Linked DNA regions of Mus musculus: region 1 is linked to region 2. A link is a contact called in public Hi-C data. All regions are on one chromosome and are shown on one strand. The core of a region is the stretch at or near the end of the contact, and the rest is flanking DNA. Distances in the headings are between cores, read along the strand shown. Region 1 holds the start of 4932435O22Rik (RIKEN cDNA 4932435O22 gene). Region 2 has its middle 9.8 kb from the start of 1700001J04Rik.

Region 1 (6,664 bases), core at 2,498-4,997, 270 kb before region 2:
TACTGAATATATCCCCGTTCTGTAACTTATCATCCCTATTTCCCTTTGTCACTCCAACCCACCACCACCCCATCCTGGCCGGGTGCGGAGCCTTCTCCAGAGCCAGCCAGAGGGTCTCTATATTCCATCTTTTCCAAGAGTCAGCTCAAAAGACACACCCTCCACATTGCCGGTCCATCTTCTTCCCTGAATCACCCCTACCCCGCCTTTTGCACTGCCCCTCCCCGCCCCAAACAAGTAATCTCTCTCCTTGGGATTCTCGGAACGCTTTCTCTACTCCATCATGGTCCCCATCAATTTCCCTTCCTCATCCTGTTTTCCCACCTGCATCCCTTATATCATCTCCGACTTGGCAAGCTCCTTAACGACAGGAGTCATAGCTCACTCGCCTTTATGGTCGCACCGCACCCAGCGCTGTGAATGTTGACTGAATGATAAGAAACCCAACTTGGTGACATTTGGGGGATTCATGTCATCCTTCGAAGGTCGTTCGTCTTTGCCTTGCTGTTGAAGTTGGGAGCATCTTTTGGGGAGTGGCAAAGAGAAGAAATTCTGTCTTCTGAGTTATCAATCCATCAACAGCCTTTCCAGGTCAGTTACTGTGTGATGCTGTTAGGTACCAAGGAGGCAACATGGAGGTCAGGGACCAACCAGATGTGTCTTACCACCTCGCAGATCCTTCCTAGTGAACTGAAAACTCCCCGCTCTACAATTCAGCCAAACTGTCCAAGAATCCTATGCTGCAGCCATCTTGGATCTTACAATCCATTGTCCTGCACCTTTCTCGACCTTTACAGACTTCCTTCCTCACTGTCCTGCTCTTAGTCAGACTGCCCTTAGTCAAACACATCTCTTTCCATTCATTGTTGCTTAGTTTTCTACTGCTCAGCTCATCCTCTGCTCTCTGTGTCACACAACCAACTTTAATATTTACAAACATCAGAAGTTAGGGCCACATGTCTCTTCCAAGCAATGTTTCAGGATTTATTTGGTAAAACTGACTGCTTGAGAGTTTCCACACACTTCAGGGGAAGGTGGATCCTGCATTCATCAGCTATTCACTTTGTAGTACATTCTTTGTCTTAGGATAAAAGACTATGCCACTACAGTGCAGTTGTGGGAGCCCCACTTCAGTGGTTTAAATAACTAAGTGCCTTTCTCTCCTACCCAATGCTTGTGGGGTGGTTGTCTTGAGCACTGAAGTCTCTCTGTTTATTGTGTCTCCTTGGAGACCAAGTGCTTCTACCACGTTGTTCTGCCCTGTCCTAGGCACTGTGTTCAAAGACCTAGCTAGAGCCGAATGAAGAAGCTCAAGTCAACTTGGTAGAAAAGAGAGAGCAAGAGGAGTATCCTTGCTCAGATGTGTGTGTGTGTGTGTGTGTGTGATGGTTTGAATATGCTTGGCCCAGGAAGTGGCACTATTGGGAGGTGTGACCTTGTTGATGTGTCACTGTGAACATGGGCTTTAAGACCTTCAGCCTAGCTGCCTGGAAGTCAGTCTCCCACCTTCAGATGAAGATGTAGAACTCTCAGCTCTGCCTGCACAATGTCTGCTTGGATGCTGCCATGCTCCCACCTTGATGATGATGGACTGAACCTCTGAACCCGTAAGCCAGCCCCAATTAAATAGTGTCCTTATAAGAGTTGCCTTGGTCATGGTGTCTGTTCACAGTAGTAAAACCCTAACTAAGACTCTGTGTGTGTGTGTGTGTGTCTATAGCTACTGGATTTGTAGGAATTTATTATGGCAGTTATGGAAAGCTATGGAGAGTATCTCAAGTCAACCTGGTTGAAAAGAGAGAGAGCAAGGAGAGTATCCTTGTATCCTTGCTCGGGGGTCATTTTCTCCCTCAGTCCTGTCCTGACATGCCATGTCTGCTGTCAGAATACACGTCCAACAATCCCCACAACTACAGCTTGCGGGCTGCCAGAGACAGAATTCTAAAAATGTTTCCCAAGACCCCCATCCTTTTGTTTTCTAATCCAACTTCGACCTAGGTATTATTGCAAAAGGGCTGCCTAGGCTGGTGTAATCAGCGGGCCTTAAAATAGGCAGCTTGTCTAGGCAGACCAGAGTGATCGCACAAGGCCCTCAGAAACAAAGGCAGAGAGTCAGCGTTCACATATGAGAGGTTTCTATGTTCTGTTGCCGCTTCAGAGATATAAGGGCCACATCCAAATAGCACAGAAGTCCTAGCTTCCCAGAGCAAACCCTACCCAGTGACCAGTCAGGAACGAGAACTTTAGTCCCAGAAACACAAGGAAGCCAAACTAGCCAGGGACTTGAATGAGGGGAAAGCAGATTCACCACACGGCATCCAGTAAAAGGCCGATTAGTAAGACGGCTTGATTTTATCTTTCTGAAATCTGGAGCTAAAGTAGACCTGCTATGGAGTCTCTATACGGTGTCTTAGGTCATAGCTGTGCTTTTCAATTTGGAGGTGGCCCAAACTGGCTGGCCTGGGTTGGTTCAGGCTGTATTACAGGATGGCACATTAGTTATGTCTACTCTACTCTTGCATGTTTGCATACCTGGTGTTGTGGTTTGAATATGAATGGTTCCCAAAGGCTCCTATATTCAAGTGCTTGGTTCCCAGTTTGTGAAATTGTTTGGGAAGGATTAAAAGATGTGAACAACCTTGTTGGAAAAGGTTTCAAAAGCCCACACCATTCCCCGATAGCTCTCCCTCTGCCTGGTGCTTGTTTGTCAGACGGAAGTGCTCACCCACTGCTCCTCTGCCATGCCTGCCTGCCTGCTTCTTTTGTGCTCCCTGCCATGGTGACCTTCCCTGTTCATGGTGACCCATGAACCCCCAAATTAATTTTTTTTAAAAAATACATTTCCTTGGCTGTGGTGTTTTGTCATAGCAATAGAAAAGTAATTAAGACATGTGGTCAGTGTCAGAGGTTCAAGGCCACTTCCAGCCTCAAGAACACAGGCAGTCTTCACTGCATCATGGAGCCGCATATACTATTAGCCCAAATGAGCCATGTGGAGTGAGGGGAGAGGCATTACCAAGAGCCAGGACGTCCCATTCTCTGTTAAAGGAAAGATCTGGAAAACAGAGACCTACAATCTACTCTGCATATCCCCCACTGGTGATTTAACAGGACCCCACCCCCACCCCAATCCCGCTGTGTTCTCCCAACACCCATCTTCAACCTGTCACCTACCTGCTTCTTCAGTTTCCACTCCCCTGTGTCTCCCACATTGGAACATCATAAGTTCCGCACAAGTGGAAAGTTGTGTCTAGATCAGATCTGGCACATAACAGGTGGTCAGTGTGCATTCCTTGAATGGTCTAAATCTGATCCCACTACCCACGTCCACATCATGAGTTGTGATTCATTTTGTGTGGGAAAAGCAGCCACTATCCTAGCTCGGGGAGATGGACTGAAAAACCTCATCACGTTGGAAAACAAACCAATTTCCTGCACTGATTTGGAACCTCTGATGAGCCCGAAGAGTTGGAGATGTTCTAAAAATAACTCCCACAAAGCCTCACTGTGACAACACGTTTCTCCCCCTCTGACCTGCCCGATGGAGGGGCCCGGGCCTAATAAATTCAAACAACAGGGCATGCCAATCCCCAGAGACTTCACTCCTGGGGCTAAGATAATAATCCCAGGGTTTTGGCAGGCATTCCTGGATCGCACTCAGCTTCTCTTGCATGAAAGGACAGGCCGCCCCTGCCAAATGGAACCACCTTGGAGAAGCTGGCTGGGCTGCAAGTGCTATCCTCTGCAGTCAGCAACTGGCAAGTTCAACTGGTGTCTGTGGGGCGCCAGGCACAGCCTCTGTTAACCCTTTCACCGCCCGCCCTGAAGAGTGAACACCATTCTGCTCCCCACCGAAGATGGGAAGTGAACTCTCTTTCCTGATATGACAGGGACAGGAGATACCACAAAGCTTCAAGGTCAAGCCCGTGATTCAGGTTGGTACCCTTTCTACCAGGTCAAGTGGGTGGAAGGTTCTAGAACTACTGAAACTGGATTTTTCCAGGGGGTGAATAGGGCAGTGTTGGGACAGTACTGGGGTGTGTGTGTGTGTGTGTGTGTGTCCTGGCTTACCGTGTTCCCCAGTCCCTTCCAGGAGTCCTGGGGTCTGAAGGGAAAGTGGTGGCATCAATGCAGTCGGATGTGTGAGAAGCAGGGACAGACACCATTACAAGTCTTGACTAGAATCACAGCACCATAGACCCAGGAGTCTTCCCACCATTCTTAGCACCACTGCCATGTATTATCTATGATATTAATTATTTATCAGTAGTAGTTATAGCCATCACCACCACAGCTAGATCATTAATATTTACCAACAATTAATAGCATTAATATTTATTAATATTAATCTCCATTAATAAGATGTAGAAATGCTTGTCAATTTATCAATAAATATTAATGGTATAATATTTATTATAATAATGAATAGTTATCACAAATGCTATCCACCAGGCATTAACGAGCCTAGTATAAGGTTTGGGGAGAGGGCTCAGGCTCAGTTCAAATCCTCAACACCCGAATCAAAAGGCTGGTGGTGTGGTGAGCAGCTGCACATTAGCACTGGGGAGGCAGAGACAAGAGGATCCCTAGTGCTGAGAGCCAGCCAAGCTGGCTGAAGTGATGAGCGTCAGGTTCAATGAGAGACCCTGCCTCTAAACATAATATAAGCTGGAGAATGATTGAGAAAGACTCCCAGCATTGGCCTGGCCTTCACAAAACATGCACACATGTGTGTGCAAGAGTGTGTGTGTTTGGACACACACACCACACACATATACACAAGCACGCACTTACGTATGAACATGTACACTTTGTACACACACAGAAGAAAGTCTTAAGACATTATCAATTTTAAAAAATTGTATGTGCCTGTGTGTGTACTCGGACAAATTTATGTGCACTGTGTACATGTGGGTACCCATGGAAGCTAGAGGGCAAGAGATTCCTGCAGCAGGAGTTAGAGATGGTGGTGAACTGCCTGATATGGGTGTTTGAAACCGAGCCTGGGTCCTCCAAGAAAGCAGTAAGCACTCTTAATTGCTGAGCCACCTCTCTAGCACTTCGAAGGGAGAAATGAAAAGGTAAATGCAAAACCTACTATAGGTATTAAAATAATACACTTGACAGAAAAGGAAACTGAGGCACAGCTTAGGTTCCTGGATGAGCATAGCCTTCAATAAGCAATGGAGCTGGGGAGGGCCTGGCTGGCCAGTGCGAGGGCCCAGCCTTACGTTTACTTTCCATAATATCTGAGAAAGCAGATTCCCGGCTTCCACTTGAAATGTTATATTTATTGAGTGCTCTGGCGTCGCTCACTGAGAGCAAGGGGAGGGTTGGGAGGGCATGGTGCCAGGGGACCCAGGATCAGAGGGGTGCTGACCCCTCAGAGACTGAAGTGGGGGATGGCACCATCAGATGTATTAAAATGCAAATTTCTGCCTTGCTTGCTGGTTTATCATCTGACTCGTTATACAATTTGCCAGTTATAGAAGAAAAATTACCATAATGGGGCCCTAGGGAATGGTTGTAAAAAGGAGACCAAACGTTACTTATCAGCCGTTCCACTACAATTATCTTCTGCGTTTGTTCTCTTCCTCTTCGGAAACATGAAACCGTCATGTGCCAGGGACTAGGCGCTGCCTGGGCAGAGAGAGTAAAGCGGCTGTAACTGTGATCTGCTTTCCCGCTCTACTCCCTGCCCCCTCCGCACTCAACCCCACTCCAGTCCTGCCCAGTGGCCGCTACCTCCCCTCAGCAGTGGTCCTCCAGGGTAGGACCGGAGGACACTTCCAATCAGAAAGGAGGTAGAAGCTCTGGGTGAAGTTTTGAGTGTTTCCAGGACAGCCTCTTTCGGGGGCGGGGGGGGGGGGGCGGGGCGGGGCGGGGCTTGATTGGAGGTGGGGCAACTGAGTATCTTTCTCGACTCAGTAGGTGCCAGACAGGTTTACTCAGGACCCAGGCAGGCACCAGAGAGCCAGGCTTCTGCAAAAGTGTACAGTTATTGTGTCTGGCACTCCCATTCTAATTTCACCCCTGCCCTGACGACTCTCACTCCCAGGATAGCTTTCGATCCTGTATCTGCCAGCTTTCTTCTCTCCTGGGGCTCCTTGCAACTCCATTCTCTCAGTGTCTAGCCTTGTACTTGGAACATAATAAGCAGGACATAAATATTTGATGAATGAATGAAAGTGTGTCTGTGAGCCCGTGCCCGTGTGTTTCCAGGTTATTCCAAAGTTGTCATCCCCACAGGCTGACTTCTTTTTAGGTCCAGCCAAGTCTTCTCTAAGCCCCAGGGCCTCTGCCGATTTCTTGGGTTTCTGGAGCCTGCATATTCAAACAGGCAGGGGAGCTGATAACTGCGCCCCGCCAGCTGTCTGTGCATATTGCTTAGATATTTACACTTTCCCAGACCTTAGGCGGCTCTGTCATTCTCTTAGAATTCCTTTTGTCTTAGTTCCTGGGGCTCCTCATTTGCCTCTGCCACAGTATGAAAGGTAAACCCTCTTTGCCTCTGAGTTAAATTTACAAAGCATGAATCCAAAGCCACTCACCGAGCGCTCAGCCTCCTGCTTAGCGGGGATCTCTGTGATACCTGGCTTCTCCAGCTCTCTGCAGGAGAGAGGGTGCAGGCAGAAATGTTGCTTACACAAAACTTCTTTGATGT
Region 2 (6,621 bases), core at 3,041-5,540:
ACACGGCTTTCCTAGCCTCTCTCCTCCCTGCCACATTCTTTCCTCTACCCAGAATTTCTGTTTTTCAAACCATTCCTCCAGACCAGTCTCGCTGGACCTTTACAATGCCCTTGGCATTTATCCATTAGCTCTTCTGACAAGGCTAAGCCTCAGGCTCAGGTACTGAATAAGCTGGCACGGGCTAAACAGCCCAGCATTGGATGCCTGGGGTTCCCCACCCAGCCCTTCTATTACTGTTGTTCCTTGTGGCCAAGCATCTTAGACTTGCTACATAGTGTCTCCATGTAACAATGTCCAGTGGTCCAGAGGAGACTTGGGACCATGGGTGTGTAGCATAGTCACCTAGAATGCCATTTCTCCTCTGCCCAAGAAGAAAAACGAATGAACAGCAGCTCCCAGACTGGCAGGAAAGGAACCTGTTGGTTCCTTTGATTTTTTTTTTTTTTTTAACTTTCCTGTGAGTTTGTGTGCCACCTGTTTGTGGATAGAGGTCAGAGGTCACCCTTGGAGGTTGCCCTTCAGGCATCATCACCCGCCTTTACACACAGCACATGTGTGCCCATTGGACCCCCTGAAACTCTGGTTTCTGAGGGTTTTGAGTTTCCATACAGGGGCTGGGAGTTGACCCTGTGTTCTCTGCAAGGGCAGCCCATGTTCTCACCTGTGCATCTCTTCAGTTCTCCCATTTTCCTTTTGACACTGGTCTGAAATGAAACCAACTTCACGGGCTGGTTGAAGAACCCCAGGGGATCTACGTGTCTCTACCTTGTTTCATCCAGTGCTGGGGTTATGCTTGCCATTATAATGAGCATTGTTTCAGGGATGGGGTGGGGGTGAGGGTGGGGGTGGGGGCATGGATTCTAGGGATCCAACTTAGGACCTCAAGTTTTCAAGGCAAATACTTTACTGGCCCAGCCATTTCCTTCTGCTCTCTGCTGTCTGATCCTTGAATCTGCCAAGAGGCTCCTGGGAAACCAACAGCAGGTGGCCAGGCTAGGACAGGGCCAAAAATGCCAGTGTGCGCTTCTCTCCAGGGACTGCTAAATCAGCCACCACCCTCTCCTGCCTTTGAAGCAGGGAATGTCTGGCTTCAGTCACCACTGCTAGGCTGGATTGCTCTCTCTTGCTCATGCTTCCAAGTGGCTCTGCTTCCTAGTCAGGACTGGGGAGCCAGGATGGCTGTGTTCTGTGTCTCCCTCCCCCCTCCCCACACCCCCATCCACCCCCCACTGTCTGCCTTTGCAGTCCAGATCAGACTCCTGTGGCAAGAACCCCTCCCCACCCTGGCCCTCCATTAGCTTCCAGCTATAACAGGCAGGTGCCTGCAGCCTTGGATGGGAGCTGCTTACCCAAAGCACTTGGAGTTGCTCCAAATGACAGTTCTCCATCTGAGCTGGCGCGGTTCAAGGGGACAAGTACCACCTGTAGGTACTCAGGCTCCAGCCAGTGCATCCCTTTGCTGCTCAAAATGGTCTTTGCCCCTCCTTCCATATGGATGCTGAGAATCGAACCCGTGTCCTCTGCAAGAGCCGCACAGGCTCTCATTTGTGCCTGTCTCCAGCCCCATCACCTTGCTTTTGAGACAAGGTCCCTCATTGGCCTGACATTCAGTGGTACCCATCCCAAAGGGGACAGGAAGCCCTACCAGTTGTCCTCAGACCTGACTTTTCAGTCTGCATGAATTTAGTTCTTGAATGTGTTATTTACTGACCGATCCATTGCTCAACCTTGCTGGGGGTGGACACACTCCTCTATTAGGCTTAGGGTTTGGATTTTAAATGACCCTCAAAATCTCTTGTGTTGAAGGCTTGGTAGTGGCCTGTGGTGTTATATGAGTAGGGAGAGGTTGGGGGAAGGGGAGCTGGAGGAGGAAAAGGGGAGTTGGAGAAGGGGGAGGGGATTAGAGGTGGGGGAGGGGGACCTGCAGTTGCTTGAATTGTGAGCATGTCATCTCCGGATCCTGGGCAGAATACATTCCTGTTATTAAGTCCTTGGTAACACTAGTGAGTGTGTGTGGTTACATGACAACCCTGTGTTTGGGAAATACTGACGTGAGGCCAGCATTTTATAGCTGCAAGGAAAGCCAAGCAAAAACCAGTGTGCAGAGAGAGGCCCAGGGGAATGGACTCCTCCCAGCTGGGACACACTCATGGGCTCTGTGTGTTTTCTATACTTGCTTGCCATGGACCACTTCCATTGCAAAGCGTGGGATTTATAGTCCTCAGACATTCTGGAAACTTCTAGCAGGCTGGGAGGATGGGCAAAGCACCAGAAGCCTAAGGCATGCTGGGCGGGGAGAGGACCATAGGGCCCCCTGTACCCTTTGCCCTGCCTCACGTGGCCCAGTGGGTCTTCTTTATCAGATATGCTGCAGGGCTGGCTGAGCTCCTTGTTTTATGGCCCTATCATGTGTGAGATCTTGCCCATGAGGGGAAAGCTGTCAGCATGAAACATAGATTTCAAGACAGACGTTCCACTGCAAGATTATGAATAACCCCTCTGATCATTAGAACCAGAGCATTTTTTAAAAATCCAATTTGTTTCTCGCTTCGAAACCCATTTCGTCTGCTTCCCTTTCTCTGTGTTATGGAGGGAGGGCAGGAGGCTTCCAGAATCTTGCCTCCTAGAAACTTAGTACCCCTAGAAACTGTGTGTGCCCTTCCTCTAAGACCCTTACTTCCTGGCATTCACCTGCTAGCCATTGCTTGCTTGCAACCCAGCAGGGAGTTTCTATTGGGAGGCATCCAGTTTATAAACAGACAGAGCAGGAGAGAGCCTGGGCAGTGGGTTAGTGTCCCCAAGGCTGAGAGGACAGACATACCCTGGAAGGCCAGGCCATGAGTAAGACACAGGGAAGGATGGCAGAGAGTGTCCTTGCAGAAGGTACCAATTCTGACTGGCCAAGTCCAAAGCCAGCATACAGCCAAGATTCAAAGAAAAACAAAAGAGCATTCAAAAAAAAATTCACCTCATTTCTTCTTCTCTCCTCACCAGCCGCAGACACCAACCCTGGGGCTTCTAAGGGGTGGGCAATGCCCCCCACGTCCTCCTTGTGCATACGGCCTCATCTCTGTGCAGTAAAATCTGACACAGAGATTCATCGGACATGTGCCTCCACCCCCCCTCCCACATCCACCCACCACAGGGACATGAGCTGTTCATCTTCTTTTTGGCTCAGTTTGCAGCCTCCAGAACACTTGCAAGGGGCACCTTGCCCAGCTCCAAGAACTGACGAGGCACCGGGGCCCTTCTGAATCCTTGGCACTCTCCCAAGTTGCATTTTGTCTGTTCATCTCCCTTCAGAGGCCAGAGTGGACAGTGTCTCCTGGCTGAGCCAGGCCAGAGTGGACAATGTCTTCACTGCAGGCCCCAGAATGAAGTTCCCAGGAGGCCTTGGCTGCAGAGGTTCAGGCCCATCTGTTCCATCTCTCTGCAAACCTCCTCCCCACTGCCACTGACCCTGAGCTGTGGGCTGCAAACAGCAGATGAGACAGCCCATGATCCTTGCCCTGGACAAGGTCAATGTCCTGTGGGGGAAGGGACAGAAGCAGCTGTTCATAAAACCACCTGATTCCGGTAATAGAGGCATGGACAGGAATAACCTGCAGCCCCCAAGGAGATGGCTACAGACTCCTGGAGTCATTTGGGAAAGGTCCAAAGAGAAGGAGACTTGACTTGAGCGGGTCTGCAGGGATGCCTGGGAAGTTTACCAGGTTTTGCTTGCCTTTCGGGGACCTGAAATGACACTCTCACGAGGCGAGCATTAGTTCTTCACTCTCACTAAAACATCTAAATTTCTACATCCTTGAAATATAAACAATGTGACCCCTTCAGCTCACCAGATGGTCCCCGTGTCTTCTCAGCACATAGTGGGTACACAGAACTGTGGGCTAGATGCTTTGGGAATCAAGACAAGGGGAGAGAGGACCAGGGACAGGGCCCAGGGGAACACATACCAAGCTCCAGGCTTCCAGAATTCTCCAAACAGCCCTCCCCAGACAGAAGGGTAGTCTTGCCAAGAGAGCAAGGGCTATAAAGTTTCCCTGCATAGCTCCTAGATAGATACATCTAATGTTGCCACCAAAAACAAAAACAAAAACAAAACGAAAAAACAAACAAAACAAAACAAAAGAACCAGTGAGATCCCTGGGCTCTGTCCATCTCGCCAGCAGGAATAGAAAGACTTGCCTTTATCCCAGACCTCATTTCGGGCTCGGCGGCTCAGCCCAGCCCAGCATCTCAGGAGCCTGACTGTACCACTTCTGCCTGCCCTGCACCTCATTCCTTTTAGCTCGAATTTGTAAATGGGCCTCAGCCCAAGCAAAAGATTCAGCGGGAATCCGGCCGGGTTCCCAGACGCTTAATTGGAGCTGGGCTCTTCATTACCGCACACCTGTTCCCCAACACCATATGGTCCGAGGTAAATAGACTGTAATTGTTTATCCAGAGTCAATTCTTCCGTGAGTGAGTGAGTGCCGGTGGGGGCCCGCAGAACCCTCAACGGCTTCTCACCATCCCCGGCCCCAACCTCTCCAGGAGACTGAAGGACAAAGCCCTGCAAGGTTAAAGATGCCAAGATGTCCCCGCTCAGCAGACTTTTGCTGGGAGACTCATCTCGGACTCCTTCCCCAAATACAAAGAATAGCCCCACCCGACTGCCTGCCGGTTGGCAGACACTTGGCAGCCAGGCCTCTCTGCCCTTGCCGGTGTGGTTGAGCAGGAAGGCACCTCTCTGGTCCTGGGCTCATTTGTTTTCTTCCCCAAAGGATGTCTGAGATGAGCTGGAGCCGTACCAGTTCTCTGCCCCCCACCACGGCACCTCTCACCACAGCACCCCAGCCACATCCCCACACCCCCACATAACCCCGACCCCCAAAACACCACTGTTCTATAGTGGCCTGAGCAAACCCTGTCAAGTGTCAGAGCCTGGGCTGCTGTGTTTACCCTAAAGACACAGTCTCAGTGTTACATAGTCCTTAATAATAAAGGGGCTAGCCAGCATTGTTAAGGTAGCTCATGAAGAAAGGCTGGAGACTGGTCATACTTCAAGGTTCAGGTTGGTTAATGCCCTTGGCCAAGGCCACCCAACCAAGATTCCCACCCAGTTCTGTGGACTCCAGCACCAGATCCCATGACCACCATGCTCCACTTACATTATGGTAACAAACCCAGGGAGCCTGGCCTGGTGCCTGCCATTCAAGAGGAAATCGATAAATGCCCATTTCTGTGTCCCCGTCCTTCAGTGGACATATCCTGCCCTCCATCCTGGCTCCAGTACCTGGGAAGCATCCAGAAACCCAGGCTTCAAAATGTCCCCCACAAGGTGAAGTATAAATAGAGCAGATCATTGTCCCCTCTTCAGTCCCTCGGTCTTAACTCTTGGTCAGCCGAAGACAACCAGGGACAGATGTCACTTCTACCTCTGTCAGGTTACCCCCTGGTTGTCTCAGACTGTGATGCTGCCAAGCGCATGCCCAGAGGGAAGGAGGCTGCTGATGCACACAGTAAAGGTTTCTGGCCTCCAGGGATGTTAGATGAGTTGATTTCTGGAAAATGCAAGAGTCCATTAGGGCTGGGAAAATGGCTCAGTGGTAAGTGTGCTTATTGGGAAATCAAGAGGGCCCGAGTTCAAATCCCGGGTCCCTATGTGGAAGCCAGGCAACCCTGGCATTTGTGGGTGTGGGAGGGAACGGGTGGATCCCAGGAGTCTGTTGGGCAGCCAGCCTATCTGGAAGGGCAAGCATCCAGGTTAGTGAGAGGCCCTATCTCAAAATCTAAGACAGAGAGAGACAGAAACAGAGAGAAACTATTGACATCACACACGTACTCACACGTGTGAGCATTGATGTCATATCTGGTAGAGTTATGTGTGCATGTACACACACACACACACACACACACACACACACACACACATACACAGGGGAAGAGGGGTGAAACAGCAAAGATCCTGAGCATTCTTGAGACCTGGCTGCTGGTCCCAGGAGACAGAATTCTGAGCACTGGGGAGACCAGACCCACATAGATGGCTGAACCCTGCAGGCACATGGGGGTCTCGCTGCAAGGATTCTGACAAGGCTTCTCCCAGTGGCTGTTCCTCAGAATTCTCCACCCCAACTCCCATCCTCCCATCCTGCCTACCCTGAGGATGAATAGCTTTGGGGCTTAAGAAAGTGGGTGCTGTGTCCTCTTATTTTTCATTGAATCATCCTTTAGTATGATAAAGGGCTTCCCAACCATTCCCCTCTGGTATATCTCCTTTCTACCACACACTCCTTAGAGTCTTCCTGGGCTGGTCAGGTCGGCTAATGATGAGTTCAGATACCACCTCTCCCGCAGCCAGGAAGAAGCAGCTCCCAACCCAGGTCTTAGGTCAGGCTGAGAAATGATTCTAGAAGGTTGCTCTCTGGTTGCTGTCACCCCTCCAGATAGAGGATACAGGCACTTGTTGAATCACTGAGACAAGTCTCCTGTATTAAGCAGACTGATGGCCAAGGAGGGAAAAAAAATCACACTAAGGGGAGATGAAAGGAGGGGCAGAAAAAAATCTGGAGCCCACAGGGTGATTAGGAACCCTCCCTATAAGAGGCTTTGGGAGGCTCTAGGGGCTGGAGGTCTCCA

Evidence for each region. A called contact is a pair of places that touch in the nucleus more often than the background predicts.
Region 1: a Hi-C map of uterus shows a contact between it and region 2, with 6 times the contacts expected there. The contact joins the promoter of 4932435O22Rik here to the enhancer-like site in region 2. A contact is called at or near these places in 3 of 39 promoter capture datasets (hippocampal neurons, liver and pre-B cells) and 2 of 484 Hi-C or Micro-C datasets (both in uterus).

What each region holds. Positions count from the first base shown.
Region 1 is chr11:114,445,943-114,452,606 of GRCm38.p6, reverse strand. It overlaps 4932435O22Rik (RIKEN cDNA 4932435O22 gene), which reads left to right and starts at 3,747. Exons shown (of 3, transcript NR_027643.2): 1 at 3,747-3,935.
Region 2 is chr11:114,173,685-114,180,305 of GRCm38.p6, reverse strand. No RefSeq gene overlaps it. Among named protein-coding and RNA genes, the nearest start is that of 1700001J04Rik, 9.8 kb to the left of the region's middle. Within about 2 kb of position 4,290, at least 29 of the 459 cell types and tissues checked have an H3K27ac peak or open chromatin away from gene starts, as enhancers often do. A contact at or near this core is called in uterus, where this site is marked.